Linked DNA regions of Gossypium hirsutum: region 1 is linked to region 2. A link is a contact called in public Hi-C data. All regions are on one chromosome and are shown on one strand. The core of a region is the stretch at or near the end of the contact, and the rest is flanking DNA. Distances in the headings are between cores, read along the strand shown.

Region 1 (6,102 bases), core at 396-2,895, 160 kb after region 2:
GGCTTTTCTAAGGTTTTTGTTCATTTTTATGATTAAAGTTGGTATGGATGGTTATTATACTTTCATGGTTTGGTGGTCAACAATTTTATTGGCTCATCTGTTTTGAATTTTGCATTTGCTGTAGAGAGATTTTTTTTCTATCAGTTAAGTGAGGGGATGTTAATTTGTATTTCTTTTATAACTGTTTTATAAGAAATTATGGTTTGAATATGCGTTTTTTTTTATAATTGCATGTAACATCTGTTGGTTATTGGCTCACTTTCTTTAGGAGGTTTCATTTTGTTTTTTTTTTAATAAAATTTTGGGATGGAGTAACATTTCGCTTTTGATTTTTGTTTTTTTTTAATTTAGCCTTTAAATTTTTTCCCCTATATTTTCCGATTTGATCTATGAATTTAGATTTCATTGAATAGTTTTTTTTATATTAATGTGGATAAAAAATTAGGGGTTAAAATGAATAAAATTGTCAATTTTAAAGACTAAATATTACTTCTTCCCTAAAATTATCATGGCTTAAAAAAAGTTGTTTGATAAACATAAAAATGCTATTATTATTAATATTAGTTTTGTTTCCGCCCAGCTTTGTAAAGGGTTAAACTTTTTGGGTTAAATTGTGAAGTGGAAGTTTAAATATTACAATATGCTTCAAGTATTTGTACATTTTATATATTTGGAATTTAGTTATTATATTTTTATTTTCAAGAATTTAATGTCTCTACTTTTTTATTTTAAAAATTTAGGTTAACATTATTAAAAACATTTTAAAATTAAAAGAAATATTAACTTGATAGTTATGTGGAAAAAATGACATTATAATGGACCAAAAATTAACAAAGAATTTTAGTGATGTTAGCAATTCTTAAAATTCAAGCCAACATTTAATTAGAATAACGTATTTAGACTATCATTGAAAAAGTTGAGGTGCCGAATTATTTTAAAAATTAAAGTAGAGATTAAATTTTATATAGAAAAATAGATTTATCATAATTGTAATTTAACCATTATCTTATAACGTAGAGAAAAAAAAAACTTTAAATGCGTGTCGTTTTGTACTATGTTTAACTTTAGAATTTATACTTTAAATTTTCATAATTTTGTTAATGTACTTTTGATTATTGAAGTTGAATTTCATTTTAGAAGTATTCATTTTAACTTATCACGTAAAAATAGATTCTTTGTGTTTGAATTTTTTTTTAATTCACATCATCATTCTAATCAAAATAGTTAATGATGTTAATCATTTGAACAGACTAATATCATTGTAAAAATAGAGAATAAAATAATGTGAAATTAAAAAATAAAAACTAAATCCCAAATTTAAAAGGATCAAAACTCATTTTACCATTATCATTTAATGGCTAAAAGAAAAAAAAGGAAAAGAGTGGAGTTTGAAGGAAAATATTTATTCTAACTTAAGTCCAAATAGATTTTTTATGTTAAAAATGTATTTTAAAGAAAATTAACATTATTCTTTTAATTATAATAACTAAAAATGTTAATTATTTGAACTAATTATTCGTATAGTAAAATATATGTCAATTTAAAATATAAAAATTAAATCGTGAGTACAGTGGGACCAAAAGCGAAATTTAACCATGATTACATTTTTAGTGAAGGTATACGTGTTGCATCCCACGCGCATGAAATAACGTAAATTTAGATACTCTCGGAAAGCGCTACTCTCTCGTTATTTCTCCCGCTAAAGACCTGTTCCAAACTCTACGCAAGCAAACAAACGAAGAAAAACCCTAATTTTCCCTCTCACTCATACTCACAGCAAAAGCAAAAAAGAACACATAATTGAAAAGAAGAAAGATTTGTGATCAAGATATTCAGCCATGGATGAAGAGTACGATGTGATAGTCCTAGGGACCGGCCTTAAGGAATGCATTCTCAGTGGTCTTCTCTCCGTTGATGGACTCAAAGTACATTTAATTTCGTCACACTCTTCTTTCTTCATTTCATTTCTATTTATTTCTCTTGATTCAAAAGAAAATCTGGAATCTGGGCTTTCTTTTTCTTGGCTCAGTTCTTCAGTTTCTATATAGGCATTCATATTGAATGTGGGATTTTGTTTCTGGGTATTGGTAAAGATTATAAAGAAAATGTGTTCGTTAAGATATTATCTGAATATATCTCTATATATCAAAACAGGTATTGCACATGGATAGGAATGACTATTATGGTGGAGAATCGACTTCTCTTAATCTTGTGCAGGTCATTGTTCTTCGATTAGTGGAAACCTTTTTTTTTTTCTTTTTTTTCATTTATTCCTTGGCTATTTTCTGAATATTGTCTTTCTTTTTCTGCTATTGCATAGCTTTGGAAACATTTCAGGGGAGATGAAAAGCCTCCAGAAAAGCTGGGGGCAAGCAGAGAATATAATGTTGATATGATGCCCAAGGCATGTCTATTTCAGCTATGGTTTTTTTTTATTTTTTTTATTTTGTAGTTCTTTCAGTACTTGGATGCATGGTTTATGTTACTCTTCATATATGTTTTATAATGAATATGCTTAATTGATTGCTTTAACAGTTCATGATGGCCAATGGCAGTCTGGTTCGTATATTGATTCACACAGATGTTACCAAGTATCTTAATTTCAAGGCTGTGGATGGGAGTTATGTGTACAATAAGAAAAAAGTAAGAGTATTGTAGGTTTTTTTGGGGGAGGGGGGGAGGGTATGATTTGTTTCTGAAGATTAGTGTAAACATTGTTCTATTGTCAACAACAACTTGAAGCAATTATCATAACTTGTAGGTCCACAAAGTTCCAGCGACTGATGTTGAAGCATTGAAATCGCCATTGATGGGGTTGTTTGAGAAGCGCCGAGCCAGAAAGTTCTTCATTTATGTCCAAGACTATGATGACAATGATCCAAAATCTCATGAAGGACTCGACCTGAATAAAGTAACAGCGAGAGAACTTATCTCGTGTGTATCTCATCCTTGTTTCTCTCTATAAAAGTTTGCACTAGTACTGCACTAACACTTACCATTGACTAGGAAATTAATAACAATATATATATGCAATGGTTATAGATTTTTAGATTAAATTTTCTTCTAAGTTCTGAAATGTTACTGGATTTACCAAATTTTCTTTTACACAAAGAAAAAATACTTATGATTTTTTATTTTCATGACCCTTGGTTTTTTATCATTTGTTTTTAGAGAATCTGTGGTTAGGAGTTTCATTTTCCCTTTTGAGAAGGGGTATTTGCTCTCCAATGTTAGTTACTCATACTCAAGTGTGTGTTGGATACATGTATATGTAGGACCTACATGAGTATGTTGAATATTCTTAGTTTTTCTATGCATCTAGAGAGTCCTTGGAGGATCATTTCTTCATGTGCATGTCTGAGTAAATGTTGGACATAATTACTTCAAGGAAAATGACAAGTCGGTGTAGCAAAACTCTAGGGTGAAGATGTGACATATTTGAAGGATCATCACGGCTCATGATCATTAGCTAGTATTAGTTACAGTTTACTGGTCTTGATGCGTGCAAACTTTTGCAATGTAGAAAGTATGGACTTGAAGATGATACAATTGACTTCATTGGTCATGCCTTGGCACTCCACAGTAACGATAGCTACTTGGATCAACCAGCTTTGGGTTTTATTAAGAGAATGAAGGTAAAAGTTTCTTTTGTATCGTATTTTCACCTTTGTTCTACAGCCAATGGTTGATACTTCAGTGTACGGCCATACATTTCCCTTTTAGCATCATATTCAGTGTATTTTCTGCATTTGTTTCGTGAAGCTTTATGCAGAGTCTTTGGCACGGTTTCAAGGAGGTTCTCCTTATATCTATCCACTATATGGACTAGGAGAATTGCCTCAGGTGTGTCTTTATCTGTAGTTTAGCTCCAAGTTTAAAAGAAAATACTTTTTACTTCTTGACTTGTTATTGCTCTCTTTGGCAGGCATTTGCACGTTTAAGTGCAGTTTATGGTGGTACTTACATGCTCCACAAGCCAGAATATAAGGTAACATATTTTGAAAACCAAAATGTTATAGTACAAGCAAACAATTAGTCATTAGTGGTCAGCTTGGTCAGTGCTTGAGAATACTTGCCATTGAGTCCTTTAGTTGTTTAGATGCTCATATTTTGTCAAGCAACACCATGTCTCTATGGTTCATCCTTCTTTTGATGCAAAAAATGCCTCAGTCTGGGAGTAGGGAAAAGAGGTTGCAGATTTTGAGATTTGAATTCCAAAATTGTTAGTGACCACATGTACAAACTGAACTAAAGTTTGGGTTCTCGTTGGGCACCCATATGAGTGAGCCTATATGGTGATTAGCATAGATGTCCCAAAAGAATGTATCATTGGATTGCAGGTAGAATTTGATGCTGATGGGAAAGCTACCGGTGTGACTTCAGAAGGAGAAACTGCTAAGTGCAAGAAAGTTGTTTGTGATCCATCTTACTTGCCTGATAAGGTCACCCTTCAAAGAAACCTTGCCTCTCTCTCATTTTTTCCTCAAAGATTAATTATATCTACTTGTTCTGTCATTTGTTTTTTGATGCAACAGGTTAAGAAGGTTGGAAAAGTTGCCCGTGCTATATGCATAATGAGTCACCCTATTCCTGATACCAACAATTCTCACTCGGCTCAGGTTATTCTGCCTCAGAAGCAACTTGGCCGTAAATCAGACATGTATGCAGTTAACTTTCTCAACTTTAATTTCTTAATCTCTTCCTTTGAGTGGCTAAAATGGAAACAGTGATGCAAATGCGATGATTTAGTTTGAATAGTGTTCATGTAGTTGCGGTTTTAGCTTCACCACTGAGTCATTTTGTTGATTTTAGAAGGCTTATGCAATGAATAGATATGTTTGCTAGTTTATTGAAGTCTTATTGGATTCCTGATGACTAATGGAGAAGGCAAAACATAATTTGAAATGTTGGTGAGTTGTTTTATGTGTTTCAGTTGAAGGTAATGCTCTTCTGGTAATAGGATCACTCAGGACAGGAAAACCCTGTATTAATTGTGTCATAATTCCATTAAGTTCAACATTATGTTACTCTAGATCGAATCAAGGCATATTTGAGCATGGATATAAGAATATAACCCTCTTTAACATTTGAAAAAATTTGGAAAAAAATATTAAACATATCCTTAATTGACACTCGTACCATAGCCTGGCCAACAAACAAACAGAAGTGTTATAAGTCCACGATCTCCAATAACTTCCAAGGTTTTATTTTTGGTTCTGTAGGTACCTCTTTTGTTGCTCCTATGCTCATAATGTAGCTCCCAAGGGAAAGTACATTGCTTTCGTTTCAGCAGAAGCAGAGACAGACAACCCTGAGGTAGAGCTGAAACCTGGTGTTGACCTTCTGGGACCTGTGGAAGAGATACTCTACGACACCTACGACAGATATGTTCCCACCAATGACCATGCAGCCGACAGCTGCTTCATATCTGCTGTAAGAAGCCTTCTATATATATATATATTACATTGCATATTCTGTGGAGAAACAACTAAATGAAAAGTACCCAAACCAACTTTTCCCAATGGTTACCTTATATGACATGCAAACTGACTTCCCCAATCTTATTGATTCAAGTTTGAAAAAATTGTTGCAGAGTTATGATCCAACAACGCACTTTGAAACCACAGTGAATGATGTGATCGAGATGTACACTAAGATTACTGGAAAGGTAATACGGTTGATGTTCAAATGTTACACACATATATATATGGCTGGTTCACGTATTATGATATTTCATTGTTGTATAGGTTCTTGATTTATCAGTGGACCTGAGTGCTGCAGTGCTGCATCTGAAGAATGAAGTTCTTGAAACCTGTTGCTTTCATGCAAAAAAACAACCATTAGTAGAGGAGAGTTCGATTGTTTCTTCATGTTTTTCAGCAAATCTTTTAGATAAAAATCTTAAACTCAAATTACATTTCTATATTACATTCATTGTAGGTGTTATATGTAATGTACTCCGAAATAATGATTGGATTGGGTAACATGTGTTTTTGACACAATTCTGATTCTTTGGAATTTTATAATTTTATTAGTTAAAATTAAAAACAACTAACCAAACTCACTAAAATAAATTTAACAGATAGTGGAATTTGAATATTT
Region 2 (6,140 bases), core at 34-2,533:
TGGAGTGGTATATAGATCATCAACTTATGGTCTCGATTGACATAATTAAGACAAATTTATAAGCATTCAGTTGGTCATCTATCAACTACACAACTTGATGGGGAAAGAACATGAAATTTCATCACTTCCAATGGCCAATGAGGTTGATGTCACCAACAAAAAATGCACTCGGATATGACAAAAGACAAGGTGCTATAGAAGACAATGGTAAAAACAAGTTCTACTAGAAAATAAACCACCATTCAAATCGAAAATTTCGATATATCAAACTTTATGACACAACTCGAACCAATGCATTCACATTCTTTAATCAAAATACCCAAAAAATAAAGTTTCCTGCTTTAGTAAAAAAACCATCAAATTTTGTGGAATATTATGGAACTCAGCAAGGTAGGAACCTAGCAACAAGCCATTACAATTTACCTTTTATAACAGAGCCCTTGCCAATTTGGAAAGAGAAAGGTTGCTGCCCTGGATCCTTTGTGCTAAAAAATGGATACAAACAGAGAAATAATCAATAATTCAATATTAACAAAGCTGTGTTAGAAAGAAGAGAAAAAAAAACCCCCAATTCGTCATTCTGGTAGAAAACCATTACTCACCTCCAGAATTTCTCAGACAAATCTCCATTTTTCCCTGCACCCAACAAAATATTATCATCAAACATAGAAACAAAAAAATCGTGTAAACAGCACCGAAAAGCAAGCAGTTTTTCATCAAATTAGGGCTTTTAGGGAAACCCCTTTTGATTAAATAAAATATTGATGACTCAAAAATGAAAAAAACGAAACAGATTTTTTTTTCAGCCAGAGAGAAAAGCAGAGAAAGAGAAATAGCAACCGTAGCCAGTGCAGTGAACGGTGACGGTCTGACCGGGGGTGGGTTTGGGACCGGTTCCAGGCCTGATGACTTGCTTCTCTACTCCCATTTTTCAGGTTTGAATGACAATCTAACTGGATTTTCTTAGGGTTTTTGCTTTCTGTTGTCGGCGGTAATTATCAGGTAGTCAATAAATACAGTCGAGATTCGAGAGTATTGCAGGCAAACCGGGGGGTATCTTGGAAACGGGCCAGGCCCATTATAGGATGCTTTGGTTAAAATTAGATTGAGGGTTTTGTTATGGGTAGAGGGCCACGGGTGATCAGTAGTCTCCCGTTTACCCTTGGTTTTGGCATAAATGCACCACAATCATCTGTTTGAATCATCAGTCCAATTTTTGTACTGCACTGAAACCCTCAGTTTTGACTGAAGCATTGCCCTACAGTGAAGAAGGAGTCCTTCCTTAGTTGACAATAATGCCTATACTTTTATTTATAATTATCATTTTATCTAATAAATATTTTTAATTTATTATATAATTAATTAAAATATTTATAATAAAATATCGGAAGATACATTTTAAGATTTTATTAAATGAATTTATAAATTCACAAATTTTTAATAGTTTAGTAAAATAATCTAGAAAACTTTCTATTTATATACCATTTTTAATCTAATGTCCTTAATGGTCATTTTCTATTCTCACATCATCGCTACAGCTACGTTTGAATCCAAATACACACCTCATGGTTGTTTCTATTCTCACCGCTACAGTATCTAATCTCACGGCTACAATAACTAATCTCACTGCCACCATTGTTTTTAACCTCATCGGAGGTAAACACACTATCCATTCAAACTAAAGTCTTAGTCTCTGTACTATTAAAAAGAATCAAATAAGGCTAAATTGGAATAAAGTTAACATTTACGGTATAAAAAATATCATTTACTGTTTAACAAAGTTAATATATTTAAATTTTTTATGGATTTGTAAATGAAATCTTTAGTCTGGATTGAAATTGCAATTGATTTTTTAAAAAACATCTTTTATACAATAAATGTTAACTTTGTTACAATTTGGACTTATTTGATTCTTCTCAATAGTATAGGGACTAAATTGATCCATTTACTAATAGAGGGACTAATTTGATACAATTCCTATAATATAATGACCTTTTAGGTACTTTAACCTATTAATATCATACATAATTATTCAAGTTTGTTCTATTTAAAATATTAGTCTCATATTTTATTTAAGTAAGTAATTCAATTTTATTTAGACTCGTTCATATTATTTTTAATTTTAAAAATATATCTTGGACTATCATTATACCTTTAAAATTATAATTTTAAGTATAAACAATTAATATATATTTTTTAATATTTGTGTTATAGTAAAATATATTTAACTTTCATATAATATAATTTATATAAATATATAAATGAAATGAAAAATTACAACCTGAAAATCAAGGGTAGCTAAGGGAACAAAAAATTTTCTATTTAGGTTCTTTAAAATTTTTAATAAAGGTAAAATTATATTTTGGCTCCTTTAAAAATGATAAAAAATTGATTTAATCATTTAAAAATTATAAAGATATAAGCTATTAAAATAATAAAATTATATTTTTACTATCGTAAACATTGTAATTTAATTTCAATCCCTGAAAATTTTTTCTAACTTTGTCCTTACTAAAAATGAATATAATTATTTTTAAATTTTGAATATTAAAATTCTATCATCAACTTAATTCATATTTTAAACGGATTTAATATATTATTTTGTAGTTGAAGAAAAACATGATAATTGAAGTGATGCAGTTGCATGCAGGTATTGAGTTTGAAAAAGAAAAAGGGCATACTCAGCAAATCATGATTGAAGATGATGCCTTGCAGGTGACTAAAGGCGTTGGGTAGGCATGATGTGGATTTTTGTTTTCTTTTTCCGATATCGACACAAGCCAAGGGAAAGTTATAGGGGTACATTTCGATGTTTGTCATGTTAGGCGCCAAGCCAAGTAGCTAACCGAGTAGTTTAGTGGCGGATGTGACATTAAATTTAATGGATTTAGTAGTCTATTCATATGAATATTTTTGTTAATGTAAAAGGATGTGAGTTTGAGTGTATAAAAGTGTATTATCTTCCTATTTACAGATTATGGGAGGGGCTATGAGTAGTTCTAGGCATTGTATAAAAAGAGCAGATATAACTAGAATCTATAATGAGATTATTCGAAAAAAATTTCAGGGGTTTAGTAAAATTTCTTTTAATTATAATTTTTTAAAATTGGGGATTTAATGGAAAACTTTTATGAAATTAATAAAAATTTTAAAAAATTTGAAGGATCTAATTAAAATTTTCAAAAAATTTCAAAAAAATATCAAAATTTTTCAAATTTTGGAGGGGCCAAAAAGATTCGCCTCATGTAGCTCATATAAATTATCACATGCTATTTATACTGAGTTTGTCTTTACACAAGGATTGATTTTGAGGCCTAATTTTCCATTATTATTGTGGTTGAAAAGTGATTTTTAAAAAATTTAACAATCAAGCCTATTCAATTATTTGGTTACTCGTTTCACCTAACTCTTTATCTTTTGGGTGCTACAAATAATGTAATATAATAATATATAAATTAGAAATTAATTTAAATTTTTAAATAATTAATATAAATAATGATATTTTGATAATTTTACCTCCAAACACAAAAGCCAAAAGGCAAAAGACCTAAATCTCACCTTTTACATTTGAATGAAAAACACTTTTATGACAACACTCACTCTAAAAGTATTTTTCATTGTTTTTTCTGGTTGAAATGTACTTTTGGAACCCCAAACACAATGGAGAACAAGGCCATCTTATGTGTTTTGGATTGATACAGTTCGAATGGAGAGTTCTTTTTTTCAAACAATAGAAGCATTCACTTTCGAAAATATTAGATTCAATTTATTGAGTGGAGGCTAAACAAAAAGAGTTATTTTTTTAATACAATAGCTAATATAGATATGTTTAAGTGTGTTCAAACTCAGGTCTTAACAACGATTTTAACCGAATTAAACTTAGTCTAATCTTATTGATAATAAGGTTTAATTGAATAAGCAATCCTCAAATTGAAACTAGCCTCTGCTATTATCTCTGTTATAAAAACCACTTCATGTGTCATTTTTTATCGATATAATCATGTAAATGAATTTAAATATATATTAATGATCCAAATATAAAAAAAAAGGTGTAGTTCAGAGAATAAAATATGAATTAAAGGAAACTCATTCTATGTAAAGCAATTTGAAAAGGCCAAAAATAGTGTGACATTAAACCATTTCATACAATCTCATTTTCCTGATCAGATCAATAATGGTTACCCACATGATGGTCCTTCCTTTGTCAGAGTAAGCTGCTGATAGTACTTGTACTTATTTTAGAAAAAACCCCAATAATTTACATTGCTTAGAAAATGAAATGAGACGGCACCGACATGGTAAAAGGTGAGTTATCGCATGGTGTTTTACCTCTCCTCTACTTCTCATTTTATTTTTGTTGTTTCTTTAAAAGACAATTTTTTATATGCTATTGGAAAAATACATTAATTATTGCCACACTGCATCTTTATTATTAAGAAAAGGAACATCAAAACAACAATCAACATCAACCACCTTGCTTAAAGAGATAATATGGTTTTTATTTGGGGAAAAATCACATCTAAACTCCCCCACATAAACCCTCCTAAAACATCACACACACACACACACACACACACACAAGCAGTAGATGCAGTTTCATAGTACGAAAAGACACCATCTGTCTTCTAATCGTGACTTAATTGGTAATTTTCATTCCCACCATTGATGCACTGCAACTCCTTCATCCCTCAACCTACCATACAAAGCTACACATTCCCAATAAGCCCTTTTATTCTTCTTCCTTTTCTTTTTCCTCATCTTCTTCTTCTTCTTCTTCTTCTTCACTTCATCTTGCCATTGATTGTTACACTCAAAGAACAATTCATCCACCAATCCAATTGTTTTCCTTTCTATCATCTTCTCCACCACTTCAGCTTCTGCTTTCATTACAACGTAATCTTCTTCTCTTACATTCATCATCAACCAATCTGAAACGTCGATGCTCGCAGTTGCTTCGATGCTGTAAACCTCAAATTCTTGGTTCCTTTTGGGGTAGTTTTCCTCAAACCATTTCATCACAATGTTCTTATCATCATCATCGTTGGAAGATCCCACATCGATGAACACTCTACGAGGGTAATTTTCAAGAGAATCCCCTAACAAATCTGGCAAAAAGTTGATTTTCTTCAAGTAAGAATGTGATTTAGCCCATGCTTTTCTTGGTGGTTCAAACAAAACATCTTCCAAACCACTCAATGCTGCCTTTTTAGCTTCCGTTGTTAACTGAAAAAGCTTCCTTTTAGCTGAAGAATCCAATAAATGGTTCTTTGAACCAAGCTTCTTCATTGCAACAATGGTGGAATGATATTTCTTAAGATACACAATTATATAATCAGATTGTTTTTGATAACCTGTTGAGATTTCATCACCTAATTGCATAGCAACAATGCCACCAATTTTCACTAAACGATCCACAAACTTGGAATCGATAGAACCCGACACGAAAACAAAATCAAACTCGTCATTTGGTAAAGAACTTTGTCGATGAAAATCAGGTTCAATCACCAAATCAATGTCACCATTGTTTATAAACATGGAACCTTCATCATCATCATCAACATCATCCATGCTTTCAATGAAAGAGTTCAAGATGAGAGCTTTTTGCCCTTTTTTTATAAGACCCTCATTAACAAAATCTCCCCAAAGCAAATTCCAGTAATCCAAGCTGATACAACCAGAGCTTTGATGAAACTCCATGGCATTAAAAACTGGGCTTGAAGGTCCTTTTAAGAAGGACCTAATACAAGGCAAAGTGATAATCACCGTCGCTAAAAACAGCGAACGCGACAGAACAAGTAAGAACCTTGGATCAGGTAGCTTAATAATCAAAAGAGTGTCTGGATTTAACGAAATCCTTGAACTCTGCAACTGATTGTAGCTATGGGGTTTTGGTCGAGACCGACCACCTCCCATCTCCATTTCAAATGGTCGGATCTGTAGCTAAAAGAGCTTAATTTTCGCCTGGTTTGGCTAAAGGGTACCTTTTGATTGCTGGGAAAAAGAACCCTTACCCTTCGCACAAATTTGTGAAAAACAAATGATAAAAACAGAGACAAAATCTAAACACAGCTAAGAAAAAAAAGATGCTTTAGCGAGTACAAAACCTAGCAGCAGTGTGGTTACCACCCAAAAGAGCAACA

Evidence for each region. Hi-C and Micro-C count contacts between places; a contact is called where the count stands out from the background.
Region 1: a contact with region 2 is called in a Hi-C map of leaf, with 2.4 times the contacts expected there. The contact joins the promoter of LOC107908928 here to the promoter of LOC107908935 in region 2. A contact is called at or near these places in 8 of 34 Hi-C or Micro-C datasets (callus, leaf and seedling).

What each region holds. Positions count from the first base shown.
Region 1 is chrD02:68,610,636-68,616,737 of Gossypium_hirsutum_v2.1, forward strand. It overlaps LOC107908928 (guanosine nucleotide diphosphate dissociation inhibitor At5g09550), which reads left to right and starts at 1,646. Exons shown (of 13, transcript XM_016836229.2): 1 at 1,646-1,925; 2 at 2,155-2,217; 3 at 2,321-2,404; 4 at 2,536-2,643; 5 at 2,762-2,934; 6 at 3,524-3,635; 7 at 3,763-3,843; 8 at 3,926-3,988; 9 at 4,341-4,442; 10 at 4,536-4,660; 11 at 5,223-5,433; 12 at 5,594-5,668; 13 at 5,748-6,002. The coding sequence starts at 1,839. The coding sequence ends at 5,984. It also overlaps a transcript of LOC107908929 not described here.
Region 2 is chrD02:68,449,031-68,455,170 of Gossypium_hirsutum_v2.1, forward strand. It overlaps LOC107908935 (peptidyl-prolyl cis-trans isomerase FKBP12), which reads right to left and starts at 1,284. Exons shown (of 5, transcript XM_016836244.2): 1 at 841-1,284; 2 at 603-636; 3 at 424-485. The coding sequence starts at 928. LOC107908934 reads right to left here and starts at 5,919. Exons shown (of 2, transcript XM_041088365.1): 1 at 4,796-5,919; 2 at 4,651-4,693. The coding sequence starts at 5,919. The coding sequence ends at 4,651.